Regions from separate parts of the Oncorhynchus mykiss genome. Here region 1 is linked to region 2. The links are chromatin contacts, called in public Hi-C maps. All regions are on one chromosome and are shown on one strand. Each heading gives the region's core, a stretch centred on a gene start, on an enhancer-like site or on the middle of the called end of the contact. The rest is flanking DNA. Distances are from core to core; before and after follow the strand shown. Region 1 holds the start of LOC110518348 (zinc finger protein 236). Region 2 overlaps LOC110518297 (zinc finger protein 516).

Evidence for each region. A called contact is a pair of places that touch in the nucleus more often than the background predicts.
Region 1: a Hi-C map of blood shows a contact between it and region 2, with 5 times the contacts expected there. The contact joins the promoter of LOC110518348 here to the enhancer-like site in region 2. A contact is called at or near these places in 2 of 3 Hi-C or Micro-C datasets (blood and liver).

What each region holds. Positions count from the first base shown.
Region 1 is chr3:31,471,712-31,474,640 of USDA_OmykA_1.1, reverse strand. It overlaps LOC110518348 (zinc finger protein 236), which reads right to left and starts at 1,357. Exons shown (of 32, transcript XM_036973840.1): 1 at 1,166-1,357. The coding sequence starts at 1,217.
Region 2 is chr3:31,376,995-31,380,078 of USDA_OmykA_1.1, reverse strand. It overlaps LOC110518297 (zinc finger protein 516), which reads left to right. Exons shown (of 5, transcript XM_036973837.1): 3 at 2,840-3,084. Among protein-coding and RNA genes, the nearest start is that of LOC110518297, 40 kb to the left of the region's middle. Within about 2 kb of position 1,283, at least 7 of the 11 cell types and tissues checked have an H3K27ac peak or open chromatin away from gene starts, as enhancers often do. A contact at or near this core is called in liver, where this site is marked.

The DNA of each region.
Region 1 (2,929 bases), core at 108-2,607, 94 kb before region 2:
AGTGCACAAACCTCATTGCTACAGTACTGTTTTTAATAGGCTAATGTTGCATAGGCTTGCTTTTTTAAGTCATGTTCAGTGGTAGAGTGGTAGATCTCGCCTTGCATTTCGACTCAGAAAAGATTGGTGACCAAATGCACTAAACAAACCCACTGAATATTCCTGGGGTGTAATCATCACAACATTTGAACAAAAACTAGCATTTCTATTGGACCGGATCAGCAAATAGGGATGGACCTACCTGAATCTGACCAATAGAAACGCTAGTGTTCTAGTAGTAATGCTTACACACCTCATGGCCTAGCTGGTAGAACATACTTTACGCTAGCTAGTTCCTTGGACGAGTTAGTAGGCTGTCATAAAACTAAACGTGGAAAAAATATCTGATACTATAGCTAGCTCGTCTAACTAACGTTACTACTCTTACGAAACCAGCTAGCTAACTACCAGTTGACTTAATTCTGGCATAGGGATATTCTTCGGTTTTTTTTTTTTTTTTTTACAGCTGTATCTCGCTGGCAACGCGCTAGTTAGCAATAGGATGGCAACTAACTTTAATTTAGCCACATGCATAAAACCCATTCTCGTCTGATCACTCATCCTGAGTTGGATGCTAACTAGCTAAACTAATGTTAGTTAACTAGGGTTAACAGTAATAATTATAACTCGCTGATGTGGCAATCGAGCTGCAGCGAACTGAGACCGGATGGTGAAACACTCCACTTTCTTGATGGTTTGGCTAGCCGAGTGACATCTAGCTAGTGGTCTCCTCGCACACAAAAAATAAAAACAAAGGCTAGCCTGTTACCCAACTGCCTAGCACCAACATGCTAACACACGAGTCAGAAAAACACACCGAACTAACGTTACTTAGCCAAATTCTCTATATTTGAACTGACTCTACGGGAACTACTGCCTCACTGAAGTGTAAATTAGACTGAATCTGGATAAGTAGAGCCACCGAAATGTTATTAATATCATTCCGCCTCAATCACTACTTTACAGTACAAAGCCATGGACACCCGGAATACTATATCCGGGGACTATATACACTATACTCAAGTGAGTTTATCTCAGCTACGCAGCAGCTTGTCCATTCATTACGAACTTGTGTAAACAGCATGGTTGCTGCCTTTTTTTATTCGTGATATTTTGGACTGATTACCTGTTCCGTCGTTGGTTTTATCCCTCAGTTTGCGAGGCCGGCCCCGCGGCATAGTTCCAGGTTTCAGGGCGGGTGTACTGTGAACGATTTGGGTTTCAAAATGGCAACTGCCTCACCACGAGCACTTCGCGAACACACAAACTCTTCAGTGCGGTAGTAGTGCACGTCTAGCTAAACTACTTGTTGTGAGGCTCCGATGCATGGAGGAGGGAGACATCTAGCGTATATGGATATGCATTGTCTCAAAATAATAATCAATAATCATATCCTGCGTGTGAGTCAACTTTTTAATGCAGGCTTGTTACTCAATTATGAGTAATTTTAAAAAATATCCTTACAATATCCCGGCTACACCTACAGAGTTCGCCATAGTCTTTGATGCTATTCCATCTGGAACTCTCATGTTGTTTAGAGGTGTAGCCAGACCTCTTCTTCTTGACCTACCCTCGCTTAATCCAGTTGACTCTCCAATAGGGAAAATATGTTTCTCTTTGCTCCCTCAGAAGAACAGATCTATATGTGCTTTATTTCAAAGGGACATTGTATCCATTCCTTATGTCACAAGTTGCTGGAGTACATTGGTCACTAATATATGTTGGAAAAAAGTTGGGTTATTACCACACAAATATTTGCTTGTTAACAAGGTCAAAGAGGTCTCTTTCAGAATGATCCATAAGTATTACCCTGCGAATCGTTACCTGAAGAAACTCAAAAAAAGACATTAACATTGATTGTACTTTTTGTGTTGAGCATCCAGAAACAGTTTTGCATTTATTTTGGCATTGTCTACATGTAAAACAATTATGGAAAGATATTCATAGTTTTATAATTGTTAATATGCTTGATGACTTTTGTTATGGGAGAATGTGCTGCTCGGTTTCCTTTACTATAATAAAGATAAAGAAAAACAATTTTACCTCAATCTAATTGTGCTAATGGCAAAATGTCATATTCATGAATGTAAATTCACTAATAAAAAACACTTCCGTGTTTTCTATAAGGAATTCGAGCAGTACATTAAGACCATTCTACATTATTCTAATAGGAAAGCTGTTAAAACAATCAATATGGTTGTTTCTTTTAAGGTCTTTGTATAATCTGTAATTTGTTGTACCCTCTAGCATATGTTATCATTGTCTATTTGTGTACTTCTTGCATATATACAGACTATTCTAAAAAACAAAAAAATAATTATAAGAATAACGATATTTTTTTAAAAAAACACTGTAAAAGGAAAGGGGAAAGTCGTCGATCACCTGACACCATTCAAATCAAAATCAAATTGTATTCGTCACATGCAACTGGTGTATACTTTTAAAAGAAAAAAAATAATAGTCTATTTTTTTTTTCCATGTCCAATGACCGCATATAATTAGGCACTTTTATAAAGTAGGCACAATTCCTGTTCAAAATCATGCAAGAAAAAGCAAGGATATGCTGGGGGGAAAGCAACATTGAAGCATTAATACATGTACTAAGATGTATTATCTTCCTGTAGGCTAATGTGGTCTAGGCCTAACTGTTCCTGTGCCATGATTATGGCATTGGACATGTTATCCTCATAGGATTGTGGACTACATAGTTTCCGTGATGCAGTGCATGTAAACTCAATTCAATTTTATGTGATGAGCTTTAGAACTAAAATGCATAGCCTATATCTCTAAACCCTGTTCACTGCATATACTGTATATAAAACACTGATATGCATCACTGACTGTACCCTAACTTGTGATGCAAAGATTTACCAAATATGATTGTTGTCAC
Region 2 (3,084 bases), core at 34-2,533:
AACACACACATACACACACAGGGATTAGCCTCCAGCTCAACCCTGGCTGGGTGTTAGCCACTGCAGTATGTGGACAATAGGGAAGCCAAATGAAAAGCAGATGGCAATGGCATGTTCTAATTACGAAGTGTGTGTGTGTGTGTGTGTGTGTGTGTGCGTCCATTTGTTTCGGTGGGCAAGGGAGGTCTTGTACATCAGAAGGCACTGAGTGTGTGGACACATCCTTCTTAATTAAAGGGGGCAATCTGGAGTTGCTACATCCATTTTTGTAATGATATTTGAAGGATGTGTGCCCATTTTGATTCTTGAAGGATATAACTTATAAATGCCCCATGAGCTTAGTTCAACTCCGGTACCCCAGCATAACCCAGAATAGAAGCTTGCTTGACTCTAATGTTTGTAAAGAAAATAAACTTAAATGCACACTATAGCGCCAAAACATGGTTAAAACTATCATTTTGATGTCCTGGATGGTCAGTCCTTGCATCCATTGCTCTGTCTATGAATTTGAGAGTGGTTACATATCTCCAGTCCCATCTCCAGGGGCGAGGAGCACGCGTTGTTATTGTTTCAACTGCTGATTGCCGCCTTAAGGGGCCTCAGGAAGTATTACTGAACATTTGTGTGTGTTTGTGTTTCTTCCTGTATGATGGAGAGAGAGTGAGAGGTGGGGGATCAATGCTCTGGAGTAGTGTGGGTGTGTGAGTGTTTTTGTATTCATGTTTGTGTGTGACAGATTGTGGGGTTCTGTTTATGTGTGTTCAGGAGGGGACTCGGTGTATATATGCCACCGTGTGGTGAACATTGACTACTGCACTCTTCAAACCAGTAGAAATATACACTGAACTAAAATTTAAACGCAACATGCAACAATTTCAACGATTTCACTTACAGTTCAGATAAGGAAATCAGTCAATTGAAATAAACCCTAATCTATGTATTTTACATGACTGAGAATACAGATATGCATCTGTTGATCACATAACTTTAAAAAGTAGGAGCGTGGATCAGAAAACCAGTCAGTATCTGGTGTGACCACCATTTTGCCTCATGCAGCGTGACCGGGCCATCGAAGGTGAGCATTTGCTGACTGAAGTAGGTTGCAATGCTGAACTGCAGTCAGGTCAAGACCCTGGTATGGATGACGAGCAGAAATTCTTCAGTTGTGCAAACAGTTTCATCAGCTGTCTGACCTCGTGCTCCAATTGGTTTTGAGAACGAGGCAAGGAGAGGGGATGTGAGGTATCAATTCAGATTTTCTACATATATTCTTACTGTTTGGTATTTAGGCCAACACTGCCACCAATTGGTCATGAGGAAGCACAACACCCCCTTTTTCATGGAACATGACTCAATTCAACTTGTCAGTTACTATTTCAAGCAAATCTCTAGGCAGATTTGAACTTTTTTTAACTAGGCAAGTCAGTTAAGAACAAATTGTTATTTTCAATGACGGCCTAGGAACAGTGGGTTAACCGCCTGTTCAGGGGCAGAACGACAGATTTGTACCTTTGGGATTTGAACTTGCAACCTTCCAGTTACTAGTCCAACGCTCTAACCACTAGGCTACCCCCGCCGCTCAACGTTTTGCTTTTCACAATTTATGTAAGAATGGATAACGCAAGTCTTGCCGATATAGACTCTGCTCCTTCAGTGTAGCTCACTGCCCAAGCAAAGCGTCAACATATAAAATGACCTGTAAGCAGTGAGCGCTGTAAGCTATAACCCCCCCAGCAGGAAAAACAGAACCTAACAGGTGGCGGCTGGGGTGGTGGTGGGAGCAAAAGAAGCAAAAGCATACTAGCAGTAGCAGCAAGTGGTAGCAGGATATGTGAGTAGAACTGGTCAGCTTAAATAGACCGCCAAATAAGGAAGGCGTGATTGTTCCTAGCATCTAATTGGTGCAATCGCTGAGGCAGGCTCTCGGGTTCTGGCTTCGCTTTATTCATTTTTTCGGGGGGAGGTATCTGTACTTTACTTTACTACTTGTTTTTGTTGTTGACAACTTTTCCTTTTGCTCCACTACATTCCTAAAGAAAATATGTACTCTCTACTCATACCGTACATTTTCCCTGACATCCAAAAGTACTCGTCACATTTTGAGTGCTCAGGCGGGGGGAGCGATATGGTCCAATTCACGCACCTATCAATATAACCTTTTGTCATCCCTACTACCTCTGATCTGGACGGACTCACTAAACACAACCGCTGGATTCATTAGGATCAACATTAGCTGCTGGCCGGGCAGCCTGTCCTCTTCCTGGCGTCCAAACAGGAATAACACAACAGATGGCAACAAAAAACATTGTCTACATCATTAATGTAACAACACATCACACGGGACATTGTGCGCTATACAAATGTACACTGCTCCACCATCACACATTTACAATGTACAACGGTGTGTCTCTTTGTGCCACAAGGTGTTGTTTTATATGTTTTTAAAAATGGGATTTTATTGCTAACTTGAGCTACCTGATGTGAAAGAGAGTTTGTTGTAGTCATGGCTCTATTAGCTACTTTTTGTAATGTGTTGCCCCTGGCTGTCCGTAAGAAAATGCAAATAAAATGTCTTTGTGCCATCTGGTTTGCTTAATAAAATATAAAGAATTTGATGCATTTACTTTTTACTCAAAATGTACTACTTTTTCCACAAGATACTTTGACTTTTACTCAAGTAATATTTTTCTGGGTGACTTTCACTTTTACCTTATTTATAGAAAATGACTCAAGTATCTTTACTTTTACTCAGGTATGACAATTGAGTGCTTTTCCCACCACTTGTTGAATGTTTCAGAGAAGTGACCAAACCATCTCTGTTCTGTTTTGCCTTCCACAGATGAGAAGCCTTATGTCTGCAGCCTGTGTGACTTTGTCAGCACAGAGTCCTCTGCCTTCCTGTCCCATCTACGTCTCCAGCACACCAGTGACGGCCGACCTATTCCCGACCCCAGCTCCAGCTCTGAGAGAGGCACCCCCAGTAGCTTCCCAAAGCTGAAGAGGGCTCTCCTCCACGGGCTTGCTCAATCCTCTGCCCCCCACCCTTACCTCTCTGCCCGACCGTCGAGAGACAAATGCACCGCC